Regions from separate parts of the Gasterosteus aculeatus genome. Here region 1 is linked to region 2. A link is a contact called in public Hi-C data. All regions are on one chromosome and are shown on one strand. Each heading gives the region's core, a stretch centred on a gene start, on an enhancer-like site or on the middle of the called end of the contact. The rest is flanking DNA. Distances are from core to core; before and after follow the strand shown. Region 1 overlaps tmem229b (transmembrane protein 229B). Region 2 overlaps plekhh1 (pleckstrin homology domain containing, family H (with MyTH4 domain) member 1).

Region 1 (5,188 bases), core at 1,984-4,483, 96 kb after region 2:
ACGCGTTAACTGACAGCCCTACTTTGAATGCAAATAGACGTCGCGAGCATCCTGCCAGTTACTGCAGCTCAGTTTGGTCAAATGATTGTCTACGGTCGCGTTCACTGGGTAGAAACAGCGGGAAGAAGATGTGTAGTGCAGAAGGAGCCAGTTTAACAGAGCCAGCAGCGGCATTTGGATCCCATCAAAACTACAATGACGTCAGAGAGTGTGCAAGAGGCAAGGATCCCCACTGCAAAGTTTGAAAAAGAGCTGGAGTTCAGCGTGGCGTCCGTTTGTAGCTCAGCGGACCGTTAAGACACAATGCAGACTGGGGGTTGGGGAGGGGGGGGGGGGGGGGCATCAGCCACGTCGGATAGATGAGACACTCTGATCGTTGCCCAAAAAACCTGCATCTGAGAAAGTGCCAAACGTGTAATAGCTACATTGTGGCACGTTGTATTCGAAAGCGTGACAATACAACGTTTCGTTTGCAACCGGGTCACGTGACTATCAACTTTCCCTCAGCTAAGAAAAAGAAAATGCCGGACTGTCGGTCTATTATCTGTGAAAAACACAATATTCTAAGAAAGCAGAATCAGCATTTGTATGCATTTTGATGGCCTTTCTAGCGAGAAGTATGCCTTATATTTTCATAATCTTCTATCAGAGAATGTAGAAGACCTTTCGTTTATTAGTTTCTAGTGACGTAGTTGCAAGGAAATGTAAAAGAACGGGCCGAAATGAAACCTAGTATTGTCACGATTTTGGGGAGAAAGCGTGAGAATACCACGTTCCACAACGTAGCTGTTACAGGTTTTGCTGTGAGACCGGGTTGAACGGAAAGGAGGCCGGACCTGAGCCCTCTGAGGGAGAGGACGGAAACATGCTGAATGGGCCCAGAGTCCAGGAGAGACGCAGGTTCATCCCTCCGACCCGCGGGACGAGCAGCAGCACATCGATGCCACTAACTGCGCTTCATTGTCTCCGCTGCAAGCAGCTATTACTGTAATTCACGCTCTGCCGCGTTCTAAACAAAAGACCAATCAGAGGTAAGGGGTATTTGCCTATTATCTGTGGCACTGGAATTAACAGGATGTTAGAACTTCATATTTACAGTGCAAATAAGGAATATGCAAAACAGTGAGCACAGAAATGGGCAGGGCGGAGGAGCGCTTGTTTTGTTTTTTGGCAGGTTCTACATATTGACATCAGGCGTCGATCCGTTGGTCTTGGCTGCAGCACGATCAGGAAAGCACTTATTGCCAGAACTCTAAAGTGATATTGTAAGAAAAAAAAGAAGGAAAGAAAAAGGAGCTGGTGGATCCTTTCACGACTTTAGAATTTGACTAAAAATTTGTATTCAATTACACCTCATCAAAACACTTTCAAACGATTACTCCGGAAACAAAATACAGGAGAAGCAACATTTGAAAGGGCCGCTCCTTCTGGTTATGCAAATCCTCGCCGGAGATAAGCCGTGACCGTTGGCTAAACGGGGCTACAGCTGGTCGCAGGTACAAACTGTCCACATTTAAGAAGCGGGGGCGCGACCCTGCTGCCTGTTGTTGTGGTTCAACCGAGGAGGCCTGACCCGATGACATGTGTGATTTCACCAACTGGCGCACTGAGAGGCATCAAGAATGTGGACGGTTTCCACTCGGGATCGGTCTCATTTCACGTGATGCAAAGCAGGGAGAGGAAAGCTCAAAGTTACCTCAGGGAAATCACCTGGCCAGAAAAAAGGCACAAAACCATTTGTGTGACGGATTTATTTCTGTTTTCTCGGAAGACCTGAGTTCGCTTCCCTGGCGTTTGAGATCCGTTTAAGCACGTCAGGATACAGTGCGTCACATGAAAAGGACTCACCAGCCAAATAAAAAGTGAAGCTCATCACCCTGCTTGGGTTCGGTCTGTCTGTCATTTATCTGGTGTCTCTGTCAAAACAAAAGGCATCAAGCACAATCTCTAAAAAAAATCAATAACATGGGGTGAACTAGATTTAGGATTTGAACGACCCCCCTAAAGTAAAACATTTGAGACACATGAAAACATTTACAAGTGACGTCAAACCACATTTACTCATTCTCCCTCATTCAAACGTCCCGAAACTTAAATGAATATTTATTTGACTTAAAGTTGAACTACTGGAAACAAGATGTCTCCAGTGTTCTCATCACGATGCTGCACTTCGCTCACTGGTCCAGCTGGATTCTTATTCAACGCCCCGAATCGTCTGGTACATACGTGTTTTAAACTTTCCACCTTCTGCAGATAAATGTGAGCACCTTACCGTCAAACTCGGAAAATGGAGCATTCCGCAGAAAGTCAAACATGGCAGTGACGCAGCCAAAGCAAAAATGCCATTTCGAATGGAAGGGGATTTTACTTCAGCTCATGGAGGAAAAAGATTGTTTATATTATATCATTCTAACGCTGGCTAGCTTGATGAGTGGGCCTGGTACGGATTTACGGAAAATAAGTGAGACAAATGAGCAACTCCATTGTGGAAAAGTACTTTTGCCAAAAGTGGATTTCTGTGGGTTGAACTTTTTCATCATCAGGGAACCAAATTAATGATGATGAAGATGCGCTAGGCCTCACCAGAGGAGTGCCAACACATTACGGCTTGTGGCAAAGAGAAAGAATAGCGCGCGATCAACGAGCCACCTGCCCTCCCTGCTGGTTCCTGACTGGAGTTTTCCAGAAGGATCTGAGCAAAAAAAAAAAAAACGACTCAAAAGCCGCGAACGTATGAATGTGTTTGGACAAAAGGTCCCGGAGCTCTCGCTCATTCACAAGTCAAGCAACACCCACCCCCACCTCAATGGAGCGCTCGCTCTCCCCGCTGTGCAAATTAAAATGTTGCCCTGATCTGACGGAACAGCTCAGTTTGTCGGGTCGCCGTCCAAACCTCTACAGAACACCTTCCGCGACCTCCCCGACGCTCAACAAACGCACATCGTTCCCCCACACCTGCACACTTCAGTTCTACTGAGGAAATAGTGATAGAAGCTCATTCTGTTGCCATTTTAAGGAAAATGTAGACGTGAGACTGTGAGAAATGAGGTCTGACGAGAAAGGCCCGGCACATGACATCATGCAGAGGACACACTTGCTAAACAGGCCCTTGAATCTGCCCCCAGGGGGGGGGTAGACGCAGATTACAGGTTGAGAATCTCCATACTTGGAGCGTGAGGGACTCGACTGGAGGAGGTGCGACGAAGACGCGGTGCCAGATGGGGCGGTGCTGCAGCAGTTTCACGCTATCAGTGCAGCGGAGTGTTTGAAGTGGACACTCCCTCATACAGGCGGGTAGGCCGGGATTCCGCGGCGGCCCGGAGCTGCACGGGACTCAAGCCAAGCAAATTATTCGCCACGACCTGTCAATAACTCAGATTCTCCCTACCTGACGAAAGGTGTGGCCACAAGTCAGGTGGGTGGTTGTTTTTTTCCCTCGAGGCCACGACGGCAAACAAGTGGAAACCTGCCGACGAAGCATTATTTGAAATAAATGAGTTGCTTTATTTTTTTTATTGTGTCCAGGCTATATAATGCTGTCATAAAAGCACGGCGCTTCAAAGAGGGGAAAACTATACATTGACTCAAGTGAGAGGGCACGTTGGTTCACGTGAAACCGTACACGTGGTCGACATAACAAATGATACTTTAAACTAATCTTTGTCTCAGCTTAGCCGTAAAAACAGCGTATGAAATAAATCTGAACATGTAGACCGATGACTCAGGATCAACGTGTGTCCCCGTGCTGTGTGAACACGGGTACTTTGTCTTTTCTGGTGAAAAGGCGCCATCATGTGGCCAATTTAAAGACCTGCAGCTTTAGATGTGACTGCGAATTTGTATCTGTGTGAATTGCAAAGATGATGAAGTTGTAGTTCAAAATGTTCTGAAATATTAATGCAAAAACATGTCAAGCAACATATGTCGTCATTATACAGTGTGACTTCGTGTCCTTCCTTAGTGATGCAACTGGCTTTGGGACTTTCATGGGAAACCTAATAAATGTGGGACGAGAGCTGAAATGTGTCTCAACACACACTGAACCCACTCATCTAAAACTCCTCCATTCACACATTTCCCCCCAAAAATAACCAAATGTATATTGCATGTTCATTGTGAGTTGTCTAATCATAGACATCAGATTTTCAGAATATAGTTTATTTGATTGTTAAAGAGAAGAGAGATGTTAACCTTGAGCTCGAGCCAATCATTGCTGGGTCAGAAGCCTCTATTGCTTTCAAGCCAGGTGATTCATGTGTGAAATAAATCCAGACAGTTTAAAAAAACATGCAAACATATCTGCCTGCTTTTGATCCTAAAAAAAATCTTGAACTTTGTGTGTCTTATTTGTCGTCCAAGCTCCATAAAACGTTGGTTTTCACAATGCAGTTTCCAAAGTATCCTCTGGATGGCAGCATTTTATCAATCGTGTCGAACAGCTCTCTGCAAATCCATCCTCCGGACATGCAGGAGACACAGTGAGGTGGAAACACTGCGTGTTGGCTCACCGATGATGATGATGATGATGATGACGGTCACTCCCTCGCGTAGCCCAGTAGCGTTTGGGGGGGTTGCATAACTTGCATAAAAGCTGAGCAACAAGTCAGCCCAGAATATCGTGTTTGAGGAATTAACGGTGGTCCTGAGGAGTCAGTCCATGTTTCCATTTCATGTATCAAAGTCAATCCTTTGGTACCTCGCAATCGCTGATGGACGTGTCCAATAATGAAAACATGAATCAGCCCCATGTAAAGTGAACGTGAGTAGGAGGAAGAGTAACAACCCCAAAGGAAACGAGCAGTTTGCTCGGTTATTATTCACAGAAGAAACAAAAACACATTTTGTGACTCACAAATAATCTGTTATGAAAGATGAGCATTGATTCTTTTCATTATTGATTCTGGTGCATATTTCCTTCACATACAAACTAACTGACAATTCTGAAAAACACTTCATTTGTTCTTAATGGATGGATTTTCAAATCAAGAAGTCTGGCATGACGACTAAACAAAGGGGAGAACATTGTCTCACGAGAAAGTTGCATCATTATTAAACTTCGGCAAATCTGAGACAACATTACGGCACACAAAAGAAAAAGAATAAACCTATTCTGAAAAACACAATAAATCATCATGCTGATGCTTACGACTCCTAATCAGAGAAGAGCCACTGCTTTTATGGCGAATGG
Region 2 (5,041 bases), core at 1,426-3,925:
CTATAGCAGTATGAACGGCAGAGATGTACTTATTCTGATCTCATGATTAACGTGATTTATTACATATTGAGTCTCGAGGTACTTTTGTTATTGTTCTGTATCTCAAAGACGAACCATATGAACTGTCATTGGTTGGGACGACTGAGATCATCACAGCAGAGTACAGCGGCCCACAGCGACTAGAGTCTTAGGATGAGTTAAATGCAGAGGTTCCCCTTCATGGATGTGTGACAAATGAAACCCATTTTCCTCCTTTAACTTCATACATCCACATCGCATTTGACAAGTGCAGAACCGGAGATTAAGATGAGACGATTCAACACCCGATTCAGCACCCAACATCTGCCCCGAATTAACGGGGGGCCAACGGTCGTACCCCCCCCCCCCCCCCTCCCCGGGGAGCGGGCCAACGAGGGGCGGAGACAAGCAGTGACACACAGGCTGATGCAGCCGGACTGCGTCTCCCTCAGGGGGGGCTGCTGCAAAGCATCCTGTGCGCAACAGCACCTCGGTGCGGCGCACATCTGGGCTGCAGATGTGCGGTTCTGCATGCGCGCTTGGAACGCCGGTTGTGTCTGAGACAACTGTGTGTTTCCCGCGGAACACGCGCGTCTATGTGTGTAACCAAATGGGCCGCAGCGGGAGCCGCAGTTTTTGTTGGTGGAAGGAGAGAAGGTCAGAGGCGTAACTTCGGGGGGGGACAATCAACCGTTGAGAGATGGATTTAGTTTGGAAAGGCGTCTATGGAGGAAGAGGAGTTGTTTCAGGTCAGTGGAAGACAAACAGACATCTGGACGCAGATGTTCTGACCACTACAAACATTCTGAGTAACAACAAAAAACACCTACAAATGATCGCAAACTCACATCATAACCCGAGTGTTAAAATATCTGAGAGATCTTCACGGGGGGCACAAGGGGGTCCCCTCATATAATCCTTGAGTTAAAGTTAAAGTATTTTTTGATTGAGCAGCCATCATCACGAGAGACGAGGCCGAGATGAATCAATTCGATGACCACGAGGAACAACAGGATCTACACAACACCTCATGATTCATCTCATGACCCACAACGACAGCTCCACCAACGTGTTCGAACCTCGACGTGACTCGCTGCAGAGCTCACTGTTCAAAGAGAGACGAGGTCGATGAAGGTGCGTCGGACCAGATTATCTTCATGTCGCTCCGTTTCTGAACGGCAGCTGCTCTTTAGGCTCCTGCGAGCTGGTTTTAACCGGGTCTGTGTCGCAAAGTTGTACGTTTTCTGTGGTTACCGGATTTATATATTTCGCCATCATTATGGAATATGTCTTGGCTGCAAAGAAAATATGCATATCCCCAAATGTGAAGAGTGCAGTTAGTCTGTGATTTGTATCCAAGCCAGTGAGATGGAGGGAAAGCGAGGCCTCCCTGCGGAGCGACTGCAGCACCGCTCGTGTCCGCGAGGTGGCACTTGTGCTCCGCTGGTTGACGGCTCTTTAAAAACCAACTGTGGAACCAAATGGGTTTTCTGCCCGGGGCGCATGATCTCCACCACCGGCAATCACGGAGACAAACGCCAAAGCAAACAACGAACCACTGTTTGCTTTTTCTCTGCTACAACAAAGTAGAAATGTGGCAGAAACAACTCATTTTCTCTCTGTTTTTTTCTTCTTCTCTCGCACAGACGGACCACACGTACTTCACGTAACACATCTAACATGCACGCGCGAGCATAGACTGAGCATCACGTGATTTATATTCTTTCCTATACTTAGGATCGTATTTCTCTGTCAGCAGAGCCGAGGCGATTTTTTTCTTGGAAACGATGAAACACCTGTAGGTCTGGAAGGGCAGAATGTGGGTGTTGTTGGTGTTGTTCTCTTGACTCCGCATTGAGCTTCTGTTTCCCTCCCGCGGGACGCCCGGCGAGCGTTTGCGACGTGCCGGGGGCCACGGGGACGAGAGCGGGAAACACAGAGGAGGCCACAAGCCAACCCGCTTCAGAAAACAAGTAGCAGAAAACACTCCTCTTCCCAGTTTAAAACTCAAGGTCGATGCTTAGAAACGATCCCTTTGATGTGGCAATTCTCTTTTTCAAACTTAAAACATCTGATATGAAATGTATTTGATTTGTTGCTACAATCGGCAGCGTTTTAGCTTAGCTTAGCATGCAGACTGGAATCGGGAGGAAACGAGCAGATTAAACACACGCAATGTGTAAGTGTTGATTCCCGTGAACTGGCTAACGCGTCAGCAAACAGTTTCTTTTTCATGAATATAATTTGGATCGGTTTCCAGCTTTGTTTTTGGTGCTACATGAGTGAAACATAAAAGAGAAAAAAGTTCAGAAGTGTTTATCCTCCAGTCCAACACTGTTCTGCTTTGGAGGTTTGATGAGCAGAGGGAGGGACGGCGTGACTCAGAGCGGGGAGTGAAAATAAATACCCCGGTGAAGACAGTTAGACGAGCCTTTCATAGCTCATTTCATTTACCGACATAAACCGCATTACTGACTGGTTCCGGGGGGGGAGGGGAGGGGAGGGGGGCCTGCAGCGCGTCCGTTCTTCTGCGTTAACGTGTTTATGTGCGTGTTCCCCTGAAGAAAGAAGCGGGACGAGTTGTGTGGTAACGCCTCCGTTGGGCCGCTCTAACCTCCCCTCTCTCCCTCTTTCCTTCTCTCCTCTCCTCCCACTGAGTGAGAGAGTAAGTGGGCTCAGGTTGTAATTACAGTAATGACTGATTTTGCTCTACCTTTCCGCCCCTGTAACGTGTTCTCTCCCCCCCCCCCCCCCCCCTTTCAGCCCTCCCTGTTCCGCTGGATGTGGTTTGGCTGCTCGATGCCTCTTTGTTTTCGGTAAGGAGATCCCCCTGTTTATGAGGAGGTGGGTGTCCCAGCGCTTCGCCCACCTCATCTTTGATCTGCTCCTTCTGCTCCTCTTACCTTGAGTGTGCGCACGAACACCGATGAGCCTTCGAAATAAAGAAAAACAGCACTGCCCGTCTTCACGTGTTAACGTTTGCTGGTTGCGATGTGATGGGATGTTTCGGTGGCTCTTTGCACGATTGATCACACGAGGGTTATTGGCACATTCAGACTTCTCTTTCATTTAGACCCAATCTTGGTCCCATAGAAATGCATCAACGAGCACCGCAGTGTTTTAATATCTTTTTTATATCTCCAAATGAATGAAAGTGTCGGCCTTTCACTGCGAGTTGGAGGCCTATTCAGTGGAGGTGAATCATTTGGTTCTGTTTTTTCTCTCCCTTGTTATTGTACCTCCTCAGTGTATTTACACCATGTGTGTCCCTTTGTGTCGTGTTTGGGTTGTGTGTGATGTTGCTGTGATCTGGTTCCTGCTTGCTGACAAGCATTTTGTATTTTTAGTTATTAAAAGTTACTTTGTTTTGAGCTCGAGTCCTTGCTAAAGTATAAAAGGTGATAATATGTCAACGTGGTGTTTGCAGCTTATTGTGCAGCCCCATTATTCCACTCTGTCCCGGTCAACATGTTCAGTGTCTCCTTGTTCCAGCACCTCATTTAAGCTTTATAATGTTCAGTGAAATGTCCAGAACGAATCTCTGCATCGATCAATCAAATAACCATATCCATATGTATGTCTCATTTAATTAACATTAACCCACATTTCTGCCTGCTATATGTGGCCTTGAATTGGCTGCACAGTTTGTCTCTTTGATTTCACACAGGATAACTGAACTCATAATGTTACGTGATATATTCAACTGATTCAGCATATTAAAACTTTGCTATTAGCAAAAATAACATTTCACTTGGGGAAGTAAAACTACACATGTAGCAGGCTTGTACAACCAACGCAATCAAAACTTCCCCTATAAGCTCAGTTGAAGACTTTTAAAAGAAGAAGGAAGAGAAAAATTGCACCACTATAGAGAGAAAAACAAATTGTCGGCAGAATAAAATAACGGACTGGGTGTTAGCAACATCAGGGAACATCTGTCGCACCCAAGTAAATCACGCAGGCCTTTATTTTTCCCACATCCTCTCTCCCTGATTGTAAAATCCAAAACACGTGCCAGAGGAGTCCAAATCAAGCGAGCGGGCCTGAGGATTTAATGCTTTGCACCTATCTCTCGTCTGCCCTTTGGCCCTCACACCTCCTGCCTCTCCGGGTCACAGCTGGGCCGCACGGACGGCCGCGTTGAGCGTTACCTGTCAGACAAAGCGAGCTGCCAAGATTCTCCCGAGCTCTGCTGAGATCAGGAGCTGAGAGCCCTTCTGCTCCACAAAACCCTCCTTAACCAACCCCCCCCCCCCAGCAGAAACAGCAGAGGAGTGGGAGGGAAAGATGATACGAAAGCCAGAACCGCTGACCCCTGCTTCCACAGGCGGTTCACAGAGAGTTGAGTCAGAGGTGCAGGGCAGCCGGTTAATTCCTCTCTTCCTCAGTGGGCTCCAGTGTTCATGCTCGCGTACGGTATTGTCCTCCATGATTACAGCACCAGTGGAGATCCTGTTTGAATCTGAGGGACTCTTGGATGCTCCGAGGCCTTGTATGCTGGCGCTTCAGGGCACCTAGACGAGGGATGGGCCTCTGTTCGATGTCTGCAAGGGGGAACCGTCACGTTTGTGTCATAGACTGTAAATACAAAGTGGACCACGTCGGTCACCGGTTAGTGGACTGCGATTTTGAAGCATTGAGTTGGTCCGAAGTGACAAGTGATGCTTGGAGGTACTTGGCTTTGGCTTGGTTGTTTGAACAACCTTGTTAAATGTCTGTTTTCTGGAAACATATGAGGCCGTGATTGACAACTTTGTTAGAAAAGCCTCAGCTCTCATTGGTTGTTTTCTCTCGGCTCTGTGAAATCTTTCAAATACCATTAGGAGCACTTAAAGGAGGCAGAGGAAGCAGGTTATCTTGATCTAAGTGTAGTTTTAAACTGGCAGCGGAGGTAGAAACAGCCCCGTCATGACGGACGCGATGGGGCTGCTGTTGTGTTAAACGCCACGTCAGCATTATGGCCGCTGTGACCTTTATTTCAGGGTACAAAAGCAAAGATGGTGTTTAGTGGTGGATCTTCATT

Evidence for each region. Hi-C and Micro-C count contacts between places; a contact is called where the count stands out from the background.
Region 1: a Hi-C map of skeletal muscle shows a contact between it and region 2, with 5 times the contacts expected there. The contact joins two enhancer-like sites. A contact is called at or near these places in 4 of 6 Hi-C or Micro-C datasets (liver, skeletal muscle and whole body).

Annotation. Positions count from the first base shown.
Region 1 is chr15:11,956,191-11,961,378 of fGasAcu3.hap1.1, reverse strand. tmem229b (transmembrane protein 229B) reads right to left here. Exons shown (of 4, transcript XM_078089672.1): 4 at 4,143-5,188. Among protein-coding and RNA genes, the nearest start is that of tmem229b, 10 kb to the right of the region's middle. Within about 2 kb of position 3,233, at least 5 of the 9 cell types and tissues checked have open chromatin away from gene starts, as enhancers often do.
Region 2 is chr15:12,051,550-12,056,590 of fGasAcu3.hap1.1, reverse strand. The region is part of intron 1 of plekhh1 (pleckstrin homology domain containing, family H (with MyTH4 domain) member 1); the gene reads right to left. Among protein-coding and RNA genes, the nearest start is that of plekhh1, 24 kb to the right of the region's middle. Within about 2 kb of position 2,675, at least 5 of the 9 cell types and tissues checked have open chromatin away from gene starts, as enhancers often do.